Linked DNA regions of Mus musculus: regions 1, 2, 4 and 5 are each linked to region 3. The links are chromatin contacts, called in public ChIA-PET, HiChIP or PLAC-seq and promoter capture Hi-C maps. All regions are on one chromosome and are shown on one strand. The core of a region is the stretch at or near the end of the contact, and the rest is flanking DNA. Distances in the headings are between cores, read along the strand shown. Region 1 overlaps Atg10 (autophagy related 10). Region 2 holds the start of Atg10 (autophagy related 10). Region 3 holds the start of Zcchc9 (zinc finger, CCHC domain containing 9). Region 4 holds the start of Zfyve16 (zinc finger, FYVE domain containing 16). Region 5 overlaps Atg10 (autophagy related 10).

What was found. Promoter capture Hi-C pulls out the DNA fragments that hold promoters and counts their contacts. ChIA-PET counts read pairs in DNA pulled down with a chosen protein or histone mark. HiChIP or PLAC-seq counts read pairs in DNA pulled down with a chosen protein or histone mark. Capture Hi-C pulls out chosen DNA fragments and counts their contacts.
Region 1: a contact with region 3 is called in an H3K4me3 HiChIP or PLAC-seq map of bone marrow-derived macrophages, with 9 times the contacts expected there. The contact joins the enhancer-like site here to the promoter of Zcchc9 in region 3. A contact is called at or near these places in 7 of 39 promoter capture datasets (the C10 cell line, cranial neural crest, hippocampal neurons and 3 more), 1 of 484 Hi-C or Micro-C datasets (palatal mesenchyme), 9 of 115 datasets of contacts at active chromatin or transcription factors (the SCID.adh cell line, astrocytes, bone marrow-derived macrophages and 5 more) and 2 of 9 other capture datasets (liver and macrophages).
Region 2: a contact with region 3 is called in a promoter capture Hi-C map of liver, with 4 times the contacts expected there. The contact joins the promoter of Atg10 here to the promoter of Zcchc9 in region 3. A contact is called at or near these places in 2 of 39 promoter capture datasets (hippocampal neurons and pre-B cells), 16 of 484 Hi-C or Micro-C datasets (B cells, CD4 T cells, CD8 T cells and 8 more), 8 of 115 datasets of contacts at active chromatin or transcription factors (bone marrow-derived macrophages, cardiomyocytes, double positive thymocytes and 5 more) and 2 of 9 other capture datasets (adipose tissue and liver).
Region 4: a promoter capture Hi-C map of embryonic stem cells shows a contact between it and region 3, with 2.7 times the contacts expected there. The contact joins the promoter of Zfyve16 here to the promoter of Zcchc9 in region 3. A contact is called at or near these places in 3 of 39 promoter capture datasets (embryonic stem cells, hippocampal neurons and stem cell-derived epiblast-like cells), 4 of 484 Hi-C or Micro-C datasets (B cells, CD8 T cells and forebrain), 11 of 115 datasets of contacts at active chromatin or transcription factors (astrocytes, bone marrow-derived macrophages, effector CD8 T cells and 7 more) and 2 of 9 other capture datasets (adipose tissue and liver).
Region 5: a contact with region 3 is called in an RNA polymerase II ChIA-PET map of memory CD8 T cells, with 29 read pairs. The contact joins the enhancer-like site here to the promoter of Zcchc9 in region 3. A contact is called at or near these places in 6 of 115 datasets of contacts at active chromatin or transcription factors (DN3 thymocytes, double positive thymocytes, effector CD8 T cells and 3 more) and 2 of 9 other capture datasets (adipose tissue and liver).

What each region holds. Positions count from the first base shown.
Region 1 is chr13:90,980,517-90,983,216 of GRCm38.p6, reverse strand. All of the region lies in intron 5 of Atg10 (autophagy related 10), which reads left to right. Among named protein-coding and RNA genes, the nearest start is that of Gm46434, 50 kb to the right of the region's middle. Within about 2 kb of position 1,261, at least 31 of the 459 cell types and tissues checked have an H3K27ac peak or open chromatin away from gene starts, as enhancers often do. A contact at or near this core is called in the SCID.adh cell line and bone marrow-derived macrophages, where this site is marked.
Region 2 is chr13:91,222,630-91,225,329 of GRCm38.p6, reverse strand. Atg10 (autophagy related 10) reads left to right here and starts at 1,343. Exons shown (of 8, transcript NM_025770.3): 1 at 1,343-1,391.
Region 3 is chr13:91,806,270-91,808,969 of GRCm38.p6, reverse strand. It overlaps Zcchc9 (zinc finger, CCHC domain containing 9), which reads left to right and starts at 1,274. Exons shown (of 6, transcript NM_145453.2): 1 at 1,274-1,360.
Region 4 is chr13:92,529,396-92,532,095 of GRCm38.p6, reverse strand. It overlaps Zfyve16 (zinc finger, FYVE domain containing 16), which reads left to right and starts at 1,286. Exons shown (of 18, transcript NM_173392.4): 1 at 1,286-1,397.
Region 5 is chr13:91,093,096-91,095,795 of GRCm38.p6, reverse strand. The region is part of intron 3 of Atg10 (autophagy related 10); the gene reads left to right. Among named protein-coding and RNA genes, the nearest start is that of Atg10, 130 kb to the left of the region's middle. Within about 2 kb of position 1,390, at least 129 of the 459 cell types and tissues checked have an H3K27ac peak or open chromatin away from gene starts, as enhancers often do. A contact at or near this core is called in DN3 thymocytes, adipose tissue, double positive thymocytes and 3 more, where this site is marked.

The sequences.
Region 1 (2,700 bases), core at 12-2,511, 830 kb after region 3:
TACCCAAAAAAATCCAATTACTCTACCAAAACTCTCAAGCTTTCTTGAGCATATTGCTAGAAATTGAACTAAATGGCTGGTATCTCCATGTCTGACAATAATATTTGTATTATCTGTGTTATTCATCTTGTCTTTTTTTATAGTTACTTTTTATTTAGTATCAGATATCAAGAATATAACATTTCGCATGGATAATAGAAATCTTTTTTAAAAATGTTATTTCTATCCAGAGAAGATTTTTTTTTTCTCCTTTGGGTATGCAGCTCATTTAAGGGCCCTAGGGATTCTACTCACAAAGTTCCAACCTGTGTTTTGAAGCTTGGTTTTGTTTACTGTAAGAATTGCTTTGTTTCCTGTACCCTAACATCTAGAGGATAAGTCTTCCAGATCATACCCCAAAACCCTTTGTGCTTCCAGGGCCTTGCTACCCTGATGCACCCTACAGAACCAGCAGTCACCCAGATGTCAAGCCCCTGTCTCTAGGCTTCCTTCTTCTTCTGACTCTTTAACCTACAAATCATCATTTTCTAACTGTGGTGTCTGTCAGCAGATATAGAATCTGTTTCTATCTTTCTAAGAGGAAACCTGGCTAGATATGAAACTCCTTTGAGCTTGGGAAGGAGACTGGAGTGGGGGATATAACAGCATCTACACAGCCTCCACTTAGCTTCTACATGCCTAGGCAGTCTCCCTTTAATCAGGACAAGGGGAAAATATGTATGCTGAGGAGAGTCTGTAGAAGCCAGAATGTTTGGATTCAAGAAGGATTAATCAATCCTTTGTCTGTCTGTCTGTCTGTCTGTCTGTCTTCCTTTCTCTCTCTCTCTCTCTCTCTCTCTCTCTCTCTCTCTCTTTCTTTCTTTCTTTCTTTCTTTGCTTTGGATAGGGTAAGTCAAACTTGGTGATATCTAAGTGCTATGTAATTTGAAATTCTAGGATTCTATTAAATGAAGCTGGGCTTCATTTAGGTTAATTTAGAAGTTTAATTAGAACTTAAAGTTTCTCCTGTAGTGATAAGGAGGCTTATCATCATAAAGAAAACTTCTGGGTTTTAATTTCAGCACAATAGCTCCCACTTGTAAAACACTGAACCAACTTCCATCCATAGTGTGCAATGGAATTGAAAATCTTATGTCCAGAACAAACTACTTGCAATATTATCTGCTAAGAATTCGCTTTTCTGTGAATCACTATGCAGTCATACAATGAAGCAGCTTTATCTCTGCCCTATCCTGTATTGTGGTTTTTATTATTTCTTACATATGCTTTGCAGGCTCTGGATCTTTTCCTCTTCATGATATTAGTAACTTCCCTTGTCCAGCCTTATGTTCCTGTATTCTTACACATTGTTTTTCTGTCTTCTCTTTCCCTTAACCCCATTTCCCACTTCTCTCCTCCAAGCTATAATTTCCACTGTGCTCTGTAGACCTTGTTCTCCATAGCATGGCAAGAGGAGGTGGTGTCTCTGGGTTCCCTTCTGCATTCTCCTTTATTGAATATTTGTCCAGCCATTGGCTTCCATTGAACCCCAGTTCTCTCTTTCTCGAGGGGATCTGTTTCTCCTGTAGCCTTCACTTTCCTCCTCATCTCAAACTGAGAAGTCAAGATCATGACTCCTTTACCATTTAAAACTCACCAGCTCCTTGCAGCCCTGGGTAATCCACCCCCGATTGTGTTAACCAAGTACTCCAGTACTCAGATACTGTCTGTTCTCACCCCAGGGACAAAACCACAGCATTGAGGCTTTCGTCAGTGTGATGACCACAAAGCCCAAAGGTACACCAAGCTCCTGACTCTTACTATTCACTCCCCTATTGAATTCACTTTGCTGACTCTGTGGGAGATAGTTGGCGTCTTCTTGTTTCATGACTCAGGCCCATCTCTCCTCAGTCATATCTCAGAGTAAGAACAGATATCATATGAAGAGAGACAGTTCATCTCTTTGTGACACCAATTCTGGAACTGACATTATCTGTCATTGCTTCTGTTGCAAAAGGAAAAGAGGACCTACCACTTTCCGATACTGACAACCTGTTCTTTTTCTCTGAATTGTAAACACTATTAGGATGTGAGTCTTTATTGTGACAGCATCTCTCTCTGACGTAGGATCTTCCATTATTTATCTCCTGTGTTGAGAGACTTCCCTTTTAGAGGTTATGAGCATACACAGTTCATAGAGATAAGTAGCCTAAATACTTGAAAAGATACTTCAGCTAATTTATAAAACTGTACAAAATAAAACTGCACTGAAATGCCATTTTTATCTTACTATACTGGCAAAAAGGTAAAAGTCTGAAACATGTGATATATGAGAAAGAAACACCATGTTTAATGAAGGCTGCCTTCCTCCAGTGCTAGAGTATTGAACCTGGGGCCCTTGGTCATGCTGGGTAAGTGTTCTATCCTGAGCTGTAACCCTCATCATGGAGGGGTCAGTTTCATATTGCACTGCTTGGGTGGGGGGCAGGGGAATTACAACTTTACTGAACATCAGGTTGATAGTATGTAGCAAAATTGTCAAGTCTATGATAGCCATGGACCTCAGTCCCTGATCTTAAGTTCATCCTATATCAGACTGTGCATCCTAGAGTGACTGCAAGACTTGGCTGTGCACTCTTCCTGGGTACTTCTGTCCAGATCCAAACCTTTAAACACCCCTTTGTAAACTACTGACCCTGAATTTAGTCCTTGAGCTTAGAA
Region 2 (2,700 bases), core at 94-2,593, 580 kb after region 3:
TATTTTTAGAAAATAATAAAGCAGACTTGGCTGCTCTAGAATTTCCTCTATAGCCCAGATTGGCCTTGAATTCCTCTTGCCACCACCCCCTATTACTTCACTGAGTGCTGGGGTTATAAGCATGAGCTGCCATACCCTACAAATAACTTCTTATCCTTCAAAACAAACTAACACGTCAAATAGAAGCAGGTTAAGATGTTCCAAGCTTTAATCCTAACACTTAGATGTAGAAGTATTTACAGTTCCAGGCTAGCCTAGGCTACAGATTCCTTCTAATTAAAAAATAAATTAAATTAGGTGCTACCAATTAATTAATAGTTGCTCAAAAAAGTTAAAGTTCATTTTTACAAAACTGTTTTAAAACTATTTTGTGTGTGGCAAAATGTCACTTTTTTTGGTTTTTGTTTTGACAAACAAAATAGTGGTTTAATCATCAATAAAACCAACAATCAGAAACTACCATCCTTCTACCATCCTTCTAACTTCTAAGCCCCTTTTAAAGTTAGCCCCTTCCCCATCTTTTGCCAGTGGTCACTACAGATCTATGTTCTGTCCAATTATAAAACAAACTCAGAACACATACACACACACACTGTTAACCTTTTATTTCGAAACAATATGGACTTACAGGAAATTGCAAAACCATTACCTAGAGTCCCAGGAATTTATTAGCTACTTAACATGGTAATCTTACACTACTTGCTCAAGACCAAAATTTCCCTTTTCACATTTGAAGACAGCAGTTTCATTTTGCCTGTTTCTTTTCTAAGAAATACTGTACTGTTTAAAGGACCAGACATGCTTTTCCTGAGATATTCTATCGGTCCCCATAACCCCTAAGACTCCTACATCTTCTGGTATTTTCCTTGGCCCTACCATTGCCTCTTGGTTTCATTTTACTGATTGGTATTTTCTGATTTTTGTGCTGCAAATGATACAGTTACTAGCATTCGAATTCCTAACTTCTCGCCCCAGCCTTAAATGGGTGGCAGTGACCACCTCATTTAGCTGGTACTGCTCTCTAGGCTCTTGGGGATGCTCGCGGCCCTCATCCTGGCTCGCACTCTACTTGTCACGAGTCCCCTGTTTATAGCCAGGCGTCTAGAATGACTGCGTGTGGGGAAGGGAGTGCAGATACCCTGGCTCGGGGTTGCCCCTGCCTGGCCGAGAGCACCAAGCGGGTTAGGCTCCGGGAAAGTGAAGGCTGCTGGCGCCCGGGTTGCAGGAAGGTCTCGCCCGGACGTCACCGTGCAGCCCCACTGCGCATGCTCACCGCAGCGCGGGCAGAGCTCCTCCGCTGCCGTGTCGCTCCTGCGGTCCCGGCCCCGCCCCGTCCCTCCCCGCTCCGCCCCGTGCGCGCCGCCGGCTCCAGGTCAGGGCGAGCGAGCGGGGTGAGTACACCTAACCTCGGCGACCTAACCACGGCGGTACCTCCGCCGCTGCCTGCAGCCCTCGCCCGCCTCCTGGGACCTGAGAAGGGTGGAGGATCGGCCAGCCAGTAACAGGCCTGGGAGGTGGGCGCGGGCCGCCCAGGCGACCTTTCCACCTTGTGCTAGGAATGTGCTCACGTGACCTTGAAACAAAGGAAGTTAAGTGACTGGCAGGCTTTTCAGATTTGCAGCCAACACAACCTCCTCCCCCCATAATCTATAAAACCGGGAAGGTGGGGGAGGGGGGCGGAGATAAAGGACTAGTTAACTGATTTATAGAAGCCATACTTGCATCTATAGTGATAATTATGAAAATCTTGGTAGTAAAGCCCAGGGTTTCAGAATCAAAATGGAGCCCCATTTTCTGCAGTTACATGTTTTCGGCAAGATGTAAATTGTTTCCAACTGTAAGGAAAAAACAAAACAAAACAAAACAAACCAACCAGAACAGTCTTGGGTTTGTTTTTGAGAGAGATTTGTACTATGTAGCCCACGCTGGCCTGGAACTCTAAACAACCCTGCCTCTGTCACACAAGTGTTGGGATTCCTAGTGGGCACTCTCATGCCTGTTTTACCTATCTTGAGCCTCTTGCCTCAGCCTCTCCTCAGAGAAGCTGAGTTTATAGACCCCCATCTCAGGTTACAGGGGCCATCAGCTTCCCTCCAGTGCTTGTGTTCATGTTTTAAGTTCTCTTTGACAATTGGCTTCCTCTTTCTAAGTGCAATAGTTCTTTTCCAAAGGCTTACTTTGGGTCATTATAATGTGACAGTGGCCCCCACTGTGGTGATGAAAGTGAACATTTATGATGGTTAGGGTTGGAGAACACAGACCCTGTGCAGGACTCAAGTCTATTTTAGGATTCCAGGTACCATTGCTCCTCATTGCTTCCAAAGTGTCCGATATTGACAGGAAAAAATGACACAGAATGAAAAACTTAGCAGAAAAAAAAAAATTCAGAGCAACAAGGGAGTTAAAAGTCTCACAGAGCAGTTTTAAAGACGTCATGCCTGAGCTTGATGGCCTATCCCTCTCACCCAAGTGTGGGGCAATGGGCTATACACACCCCAGCCTGGCATAGCTAGAGGCAGAGCTACCTCCATTTTGAGGCTAGCCTGCACTATGCATGGCTAGATCCTGTCTCAATGAGCAAAAAAAAAAAAAAAAAAAACCCAGAAAGTTGTTATTTATATTTTAATGGAAGAAACTAGAGTAAATAGTTCTAAGCTGGATTCATTTGAATATGGAATATTTCAAGATTAGGGTGTAGAT
Region 3 (2,700 bases), core at 25-2,524:
AGTAAAACTTATTATACAATCCTCTGTGAAAAGAATCAAAAAGCATGGCCTGGGAGAGGATGTTTCAGAGGCTTAGATAAGAATAAAATCTTGGAAGACTTGAAACAGAACATAATTAAAGAAACCAGAGTATTATGTAAGCAGAACAGCGTATGTAAATCCTGGTGCTAAACAAAAAGAAGATGGGAGAAGGCCCCTTCGTACAGAGCTTAAATAGGACAGAGATTGTAACAAATGCTCTTCCAGAGTTTGAATATCATCTCAACATTGAGAAAAGATGGAAGGGGTTTAGTCTGGAAGACACCAATTGGATCTGGCGCTCTGACTTATATTTTCAAAAGTTCACTTGTGTAAAACATCTGGGCAAAAACGTCTGCCCAGATGAGCTGCAAAAATTCGGGCCAACACAGTGAAAGCTGAGACAAGGAACGAACGGGACAGTCAGTAGAGACAAAAGGCGAGAAGAGGCAGTGGATCAAATATTTAAGAGGCAAAATAAACAGAGCCTGATGGAGGACTAAATGTGTACGTCCATGCCGTTTCTCACTGAACAAACCTGGGGGAGGCTTCCCGAGCGAGGGAGGGCGGGGGAGCACTAATAGGACGGAGGACTAGAATTTTATTGAAAAATGAACTCCGGCCACCAACTGTGAATTAACGCCAGGCAGGGCAATCATGAAGTACCACTCAGAAGCAATAGGTGCTCCGAAGGTCTCTTCAGACTTGCATCTCAGCGACTCTCTTGGTGCGCTGACACTGCGGAGCCTCGGCTCTCTCTCTCTCTCTTTCTCTCTCTCTCTCTCTCTTTCTCTCTCTCTCTCTCTCTCTCTCTCTCTCTCTCTCTCTCTCTCTCTCTCTCTCTCTCTCTCTCCCTCTCTCTCTCTCCCTCTCTCTCTCCCCCCCCTCTCTCTGTCTGTCTCTGTCTGTCTCTGTCTCTGTCTATCTCTCTCTCTCTCTCTCTCTCTCTCTCTCTCTCTCTCTCACTATTTCGCTACTATTTCAAATTCATTGAAATATATTGTCCAATTCAAAGGACCGTGTAAGGAAGACCTTCCTCCCAAGAGTCCTTCCGTCATCTAGACTGCACATTCTGGGACCGCACAGACTGGGCGCTCATTATCTTTGTGTCCGGGGACTCCAGTGCAGCGCCCTTACAAACAAACACTACACGACCCACAAACTGGCACAAGCCAGCCACCTTCCCCAGTTTAAGACCCACAAACACCTCACGCTTCCCTTGCTTGGCCTGCCGGAAGTGACGCGTGGAGACGGTGCACTTCCGGTCTCTATGGCCGCGATCTCATCCGGGGCCGGGCTTCTCTGGTTCGTTGTCTCAGCTGCTCTGGAGGATTCAGACCCGGTAAGGAGCTACGCGGGTACCACCGGTTAAGGCGTGGGCGCCTCTGTGCTACCTTGGCCGACTGGGGCCGGACTCCTGCGGGAGATCGCGAGGGCAGAGCCCGGGAGCTAGCTTGTCGGATCGCCGGCTCCGTTGCTGGGAGCGGGCCCCGCAGGCCTGCTAGGGTGCCCGCGGGTCGCAGTGCTGGGGCGGGCATGGAGAAGCGATGCCGCGCGTGCGGGGGCACCAGGGCTGTCCGGCTGTCCCGTGTCACCCTCCAGACACCCAGAGTCTCACATTCCGGGTGTGCGGGAGGAGGATCCGCCCTCTTGGTGACGGGGGACCGGTGCACTGTAAAGTGGCATACAGCGTCACTCACCGGCCCTGAAAGCATGTTGCAGACTCCTGGTGCCAAGGCTTTAAGTTGCCTGGCACACTGGATGCTGCCCTGAAAGTGGCAACTCGGTAGTTGAAATAATCCTTTGATTGTGTCTGGTGTATTCATTCATTAAAGAAGAAAAAGAAACTGTTCTCAGAATTGCTAGGTAGTATGCAAAGTAAAATACTCAATTTTATGTTGGAGCCAAATAATTCGTCTTAAAATACACTCCTTTTAAAACTGCTTACATCTGCATTCTAAATGAAAATCTCTAATTATGCATTTATTAAAGGTAAACAAACAAGATTTCTTAATGTGAAGTTTATTTTACAATTTGGATCACTAAAATGGGTTCATTGAAAATGACTTAAAGCCGGGCGTGGTGACGCATGCCTTTAATCCCAGCACTCTGGGAGGCAGAGGCAGACGGATTTCTGAGTTCGAGGCCAGCCTGGTCTACAAAGTGAGTTCCAGGACAGCCAGGGCTACGCAGAGAAACCCAGTCTCGAAAAACCGAAAAAAAAAAAAAAAAAGAAAATGACTTAAAACCATTAGACTGCAAATGGCAGTCACCCTCATTAAATAAGAGAAGACTGCCATGTGACTACAGACACTTTATAGACTGCCTTTATACATCTACAGGGGAAAGACAGACGAAAGGACAAGACTTGTGTATGTTTACTAATGTGCTTTGCAAGTAGTTGCATTGAAATGGCAAACTAAGCAAGCAGATTGGGAGAAGGCAGACTGGTTTAAAGGTAGGAAAAGAAATGGCCAGGACGACGGCAGGGTTTAAGAGGACCATTTACAGTATTTACATATGATTTCTAACTTAAAAATCATTTGCTGGCAAAATATTTTCTAGTTTTAACTAAGCATATGTTGTTTTCTTCAACTGAAGTAGAACCTCTCTGTTCAATGCCAAAATACTGTAGAAAAATGTCTACACAGCATACCATGTGTCTGTACCCCTACCTAAATG
Region 4 (2,700 bases), core at 37-2,536, 720 kb before region 3:
AAAGTCCTACTTTATATGTGAATTTGTGTTAACTTATATCCACACCAGGATATGAGAGTATCCACACTATTCTCACCAATGAATTCATCTATAAATTAAGCAAATTGGTAAAACAGATTTATGGAGAATACACTGTTTCTGCTATATTAAGTTTGAACATCAATAAAATGTGGTAGACATGCTATTTTGTGAACTGATTTGCATATACTTTAAAATGTTGTTTTGTTCATTTAAAATAACTCTTATTTGTCCTTACATTGTACTATATACTTTTGCCCCTAATTTGTATGCACAAGCCACTGCTTCTGAATTGAGGTTCCAAAAAGACGACGGCCCCATTTTATCTGTGACAGTGTCCAACGTATAAAAGTGAAAATACACACTGTACTTTGTAGAATTATTCTTATATTTTTGGTTGTGAGACTAGCCTTTAACGGCTGAGCCATCTCTCCAGCCCTTGTGGAATTATTCTTAAGATTAATTAGCTAATGTAAGCGAAGCATCTCTTTTGCATTGTCTGTCAAAGAACAGGCCAGTCACCTTACACAACCAAAAGTTTTGCTCTTGGCAAAAATCAGAGTTTAGAAGGGGAACCAGAAGTAGAGATGCAGAATCTCTGAAAGATAAACTACAGTTGCCAATTACTGAATTGAGGACCTGAGCTCTGACTGTGAAGTCTCTTGAGTACAAATCACAGCAGCGATAACGCTTGTAATCTCTCGAAAGCCTAGGCGAGCCAGCAGTCCCCAAGCTGGTCCGGATACTAATTTTCTCTTCGCTCTCTTTGAATTTTAGAAAACTCGTGGTGAAAATGCGAAGGCCGAAGCAGAGAGCGCGCGCGAGGCATCGGGCATCTCCTTCCGAGAGGGTAGCTGGCTTCTGGTTTTAGACAGCAGCCGCTCTGGAGGCTACAGAGGGTTGGAAATGCAGAAGTACAGCCAGAAGTGCAGGGCGGCGTCGGCCAATCCGCTCACCCAAGGACCGGCATTTAGGAGCTGCCCGGAGGTGAGATACAGTGTCGGCCGCTGGATTTGGCTGGTGCAAACCGGAGTGCCGGGTCAGCTGAGCTGTGGCACTAGTCACCTCCTGAGGCCAGCAGAAGAGCGTCCTTGGAACAGCGTCCGAGCGCAGGATCCCAACGGAGTCGCCTGGCCACTTCCGGCGCGCCCGCGTGGACTGGCTCGGACCCGAGCAGCGCGCATGCGCATAGATCAAGCCTCCCGGAGGGGGCGTGGCAGCGGGAAGCATTCTCTGCGCCTGCGCCCTTCTCTGCTAGGTCGGCTGGGGACGAGCTCTAGGCTGGCGTCGCGCTGTCCTGGGTGTCGTGGCCGGGTTACTCTTCACGCCTCACTGCGGCGTCGCGTCGAGTCCCCGAGAGCTCGGCGGGGTGTGGGGAGGTAAGAGCCTCGGAGCCGCCACCGGCCTCTCCTCAGCGTACTGCGGGCGGAGGGGCGGGGCGGCCTCGGACTCGCTAGGCTGCGACGGCCCGGCCTCGCCTTCCTCCGGGACCCGCCTGCCACCCTGGGCTCTGTGCGGCCGAGATACCCGACCCCATCGCGGGCTGGGCTGGGCCGGGTCGGGCCGCACTGGATCCCGCGAGTCCCCGCGGCGCCTGTTGTCGCCGCCTCCTCCGTTTCACTGATGCCTCAGTGTTCGCTCGCTGTCTTTGGTGCCTCTGAAGAGATGACCTTAACTTTTAACAGTTAACCTGTTTGTGCGACCGTGATTGCAATTTGTTACATTCCAGACTCATGTTCTTGGTTAGCCATGTCAGAAAACCAGCCCGTAAATTTAAATATTAACTTCATCTTTTAATTCAAAGAATAAGTTGGTGATGTCATCCGGTTCCGTCACTTACTCGGCTGAGTTTGGCATTTCTCGAGTTGGCAAAAGTTTAGTGGTTTGATCGTGTCTGTCCGATTTTTCACATAACTTCTTTTTTCCCCCTTCTCTTTGATATTAAACTACACATTTAGTGGCAAGCTATTTAAAAATTAGAGGAGGGAATTAGGAATGAGCTAGTCACCATTCCACCGTGCAAAAGTAACCAGCCGCTTACCATTTTGACATTTTTCTTTGTCCTTTTTTTTTTTTTTTTTTTTTTTTTTTGGCCCCTGTTGCATTTTAAACTTAAAATGATAAGAGTGTTGCTCACCTTTCCCATGTTTTTAAAAGCTGTACACATATACCCATTACATTTTTTTACTATACACATAATAATATGAGCAAAAACAATCTTTTGAAGTAGCTACCTTACAAATAAAACTAATTTTTTTGTCCCCAGTCATAATGCCAATTACACATAGTATCCTATATGGTTGAAGATAATGACAATTGAAAAATATTCAAGAAAATGTAATTGTTAATGCAGAATATTTACCATTTTGAAAATTAAAACTCTGGAAATTCTTTTTTTTCTTCACATATTCACTTAAAAATAGTCATACAATGAAGCAAATACTTTATTATATTAAAAAATCTTGGTTGTTTTTAAATTCTAATTCTAATGTACATTGAACATTTTCTTCATGATCATATTACTGTCTTTCACAATTTTATACCCCTTACAGTCTAGTGTCCAACTGCCTTCTAATATATTTTTATTATTTTTATATTGTTAGAATATTTTATATCATTTTTAAGGAAAATAATAAAATTATCTCCTTTTCTCTTTTTAAGTAAAATGTAGAGAGACATAAT
Region 5 (2,700 bases), core at 141-2,640, 710 kb after region 3:
AGATATATTTGTTTCCGAATGTCTGGTGTTTATTGGTCTTGTAGGTGTTTTGAAACAAGCATGGTACTGCAGATTTGTCTTGCGTTGATTTATGTTGCATCAGTCTGGAAAGAACTAGCTGCTATAACAAATACCCAATAAAGTCAGTGTTTGACACCACCATGCATTTGCATGTGATGACATCATCAGAGGTGGAGCCTCAATGGATTTTCCACAGAATTTCACTGGTAGTTTGCTCTATAATAATTACTGACTACTTGGACAACTGAATTACCATAAGGAATGAGCAAGGTGTAGCTGTTTTTTAATACTATATTTCCATTTTATAACAAACCACATCTTAAGTTTTTATGCTCATTCATCGTTTATATGATGGTAAATTAAAATAAATCATGTTTTGAATAATTTTCTTGCACACTTCAAGATGTCTTTTTGGATATTGTCTAAGCCTGCTAACTTGTAGCTCCAGAACCTTGTTGCCTCATTAATAAAGCACCGAATAACTTAAAGTGAAATGACTCATTGTATAGCAAAGAATCGCTGTTAGATCTTCTGAGCTGTACGTTTTTTCTATAGTCATGTATGTAACTGTAGATTTCGGTGAGGATGCCCTCTGAACACTAGAGGACATATTTGTGAGCTGAAAGTCCACATTTAAATCTCAGGATTGGACAGTCTTGCTCAAAAGATACAAGCTCAGCAGTTTCAAGGCTGGATGACAGCGAGTCTGGAAATTAATAACCTTCTGTACTCTACTCTGACCTGCGTCTGCCATCTACTCTGTGCCTGGCTGCTGTGGTCCCATGGCACCTCACCTGAGGGAGAAGCACCCACTCATTAGCCAGTCTCTCTGCTCTGGGCATCTACAGAGGTAAATGTCAAGAATTTTAGTATAGGAATGACAGCAGCACCCATTATACCCTATACCCTTGTTCTTGTTCACTCAAAAGCGCTTAAAGAAAACCAGTTTTCCCCATACGCAGAAGGGTTAAAAGGGCTGCTGTACTCTTGCACATCCCCTCGCCACACAAGCAAAGAGTGGGGTAAACAGTTACGGAAACGGAGCCAAATGTACACGTTGTTTTTCCTATCTGGCTTTTTCTGACTAGCCTGGTGCTTTTAATATTGCTGCACTTCATCTTCATGGATAGTGTGCACAAAGCCTTAATTTCCAGCACAGAAGGATAATGGCTCAGTGATCATTGGCTTTCTCTAAAACACAACCGAACATAAGCCAGGAGGCTGAGAAAGGGAGCTGTTCTTTAAAATGGCCTTGAAATGGTGTATGCAGTCAGGTGGCTGTGACGCTTGTTCACCACAGTGTGGGGTCTTTTTCCACGGCACACCTCAGGGACTTAAAGTGTACCTCACCCGGTTGGCCGGGGAATTGTAGGCAGCTGTATACTCACTCACACAGTGTTGGAGACAGCCGCAGCAGCACCGTGTCAGTAACAGAGGATGTTCCCTCCTGCCCACTTCTTAGCTACAGAAACCCACTGGCCTGTGGTGTTTTGTTGTTTCAGCTACAAGGGTGAGATCTCCTTTAGCCTGCTAGGCAAGGGAGGTTTTAGAATAGAGGTAAAAACTTATCAAACAGCTGTTTGTTTTAAAATAGGACATTGATCTTTAACAGTGGTGTCTGTACTGATCTTAGGTTAATCTTATTATGTTATCTTTTAAAAAGTCATCATAACTAACATCATAGTTTGTGTGTGTGTGTGTGTGTGTGTGTGTGTGTACAGAATAGCTGCAGGTGTGAACAATCACTCCCTGGCCCCTAGCTTGTTTTATTTAATTTTTTTTTCTGTGATCAAGCAGAGAACCATTTTAAACAACTGAAATGGAGGACATAAGGAAGTAACAAAGAACAGTCTGAGAGTTAGTGCTGTGCTAAGTGGGGGACCCTTCTCCAACTTCGTGTGATGGCATGCTGTATAGAAAAGGCTCTTTCAGCAAGTGTTTAGGAAAATATGTTCCAAAAGATCTGCATAACATTAGTGTAACCAAGTGTTCCTCTCTGTGGCTTCCTGTTTTGGAATTAAATGCCTTCAGGGTACTCAGAATAACTCTGTTTAGAAACACAAGAAGAGTTTAACCCCTTATGTTCCTGATCAGACTTTTAAAACATAAACATGAATTAGAAAGCAAAAGGACCTTATTCTGTTCTATAGCTCAAAAAATTCACTCTAAAATAAGAAGAGTTTTTACATAAAGTTGGTGGTTTAGTTAAAAAGCAAAAACATAAACAAAAATTATCATTAGAACAGTGAGGTCAGTTTTCTTTCTTTATAAACAGTTTTTAAAGACAATCCTTTTCCTATAAGTGGGTAATTTCCGCATGAGTTCACGGTGAGTTCCTAGCCTGGCTGTTCCCAGAAAGTGCAGGGTACAAGGAAGCTCAACCTGGGTGTCTTTCTTTGTGCTGTTTGAGTTCCCTGTTCTTGAATTGCTGCTGCAAGCCAGCAGAGGGAGCACCCAACAGTATTAGAGCTTAATAAAGCATCACATTTTCCTCCTTCCCCGTCATTAAAAACGATGTCTACAACCAATCATCCATTGATTATATATTTTCACTGTGTCGATTCAAGTGTAAATATGTTGCTTTTTAAAAGGGAGACGTAAAGGGACCTTATTTATGCAGTTCGCTTCTGTAAACCTTCATTAAATATGGAACTTTAAGACTGATAATAAATATAATGC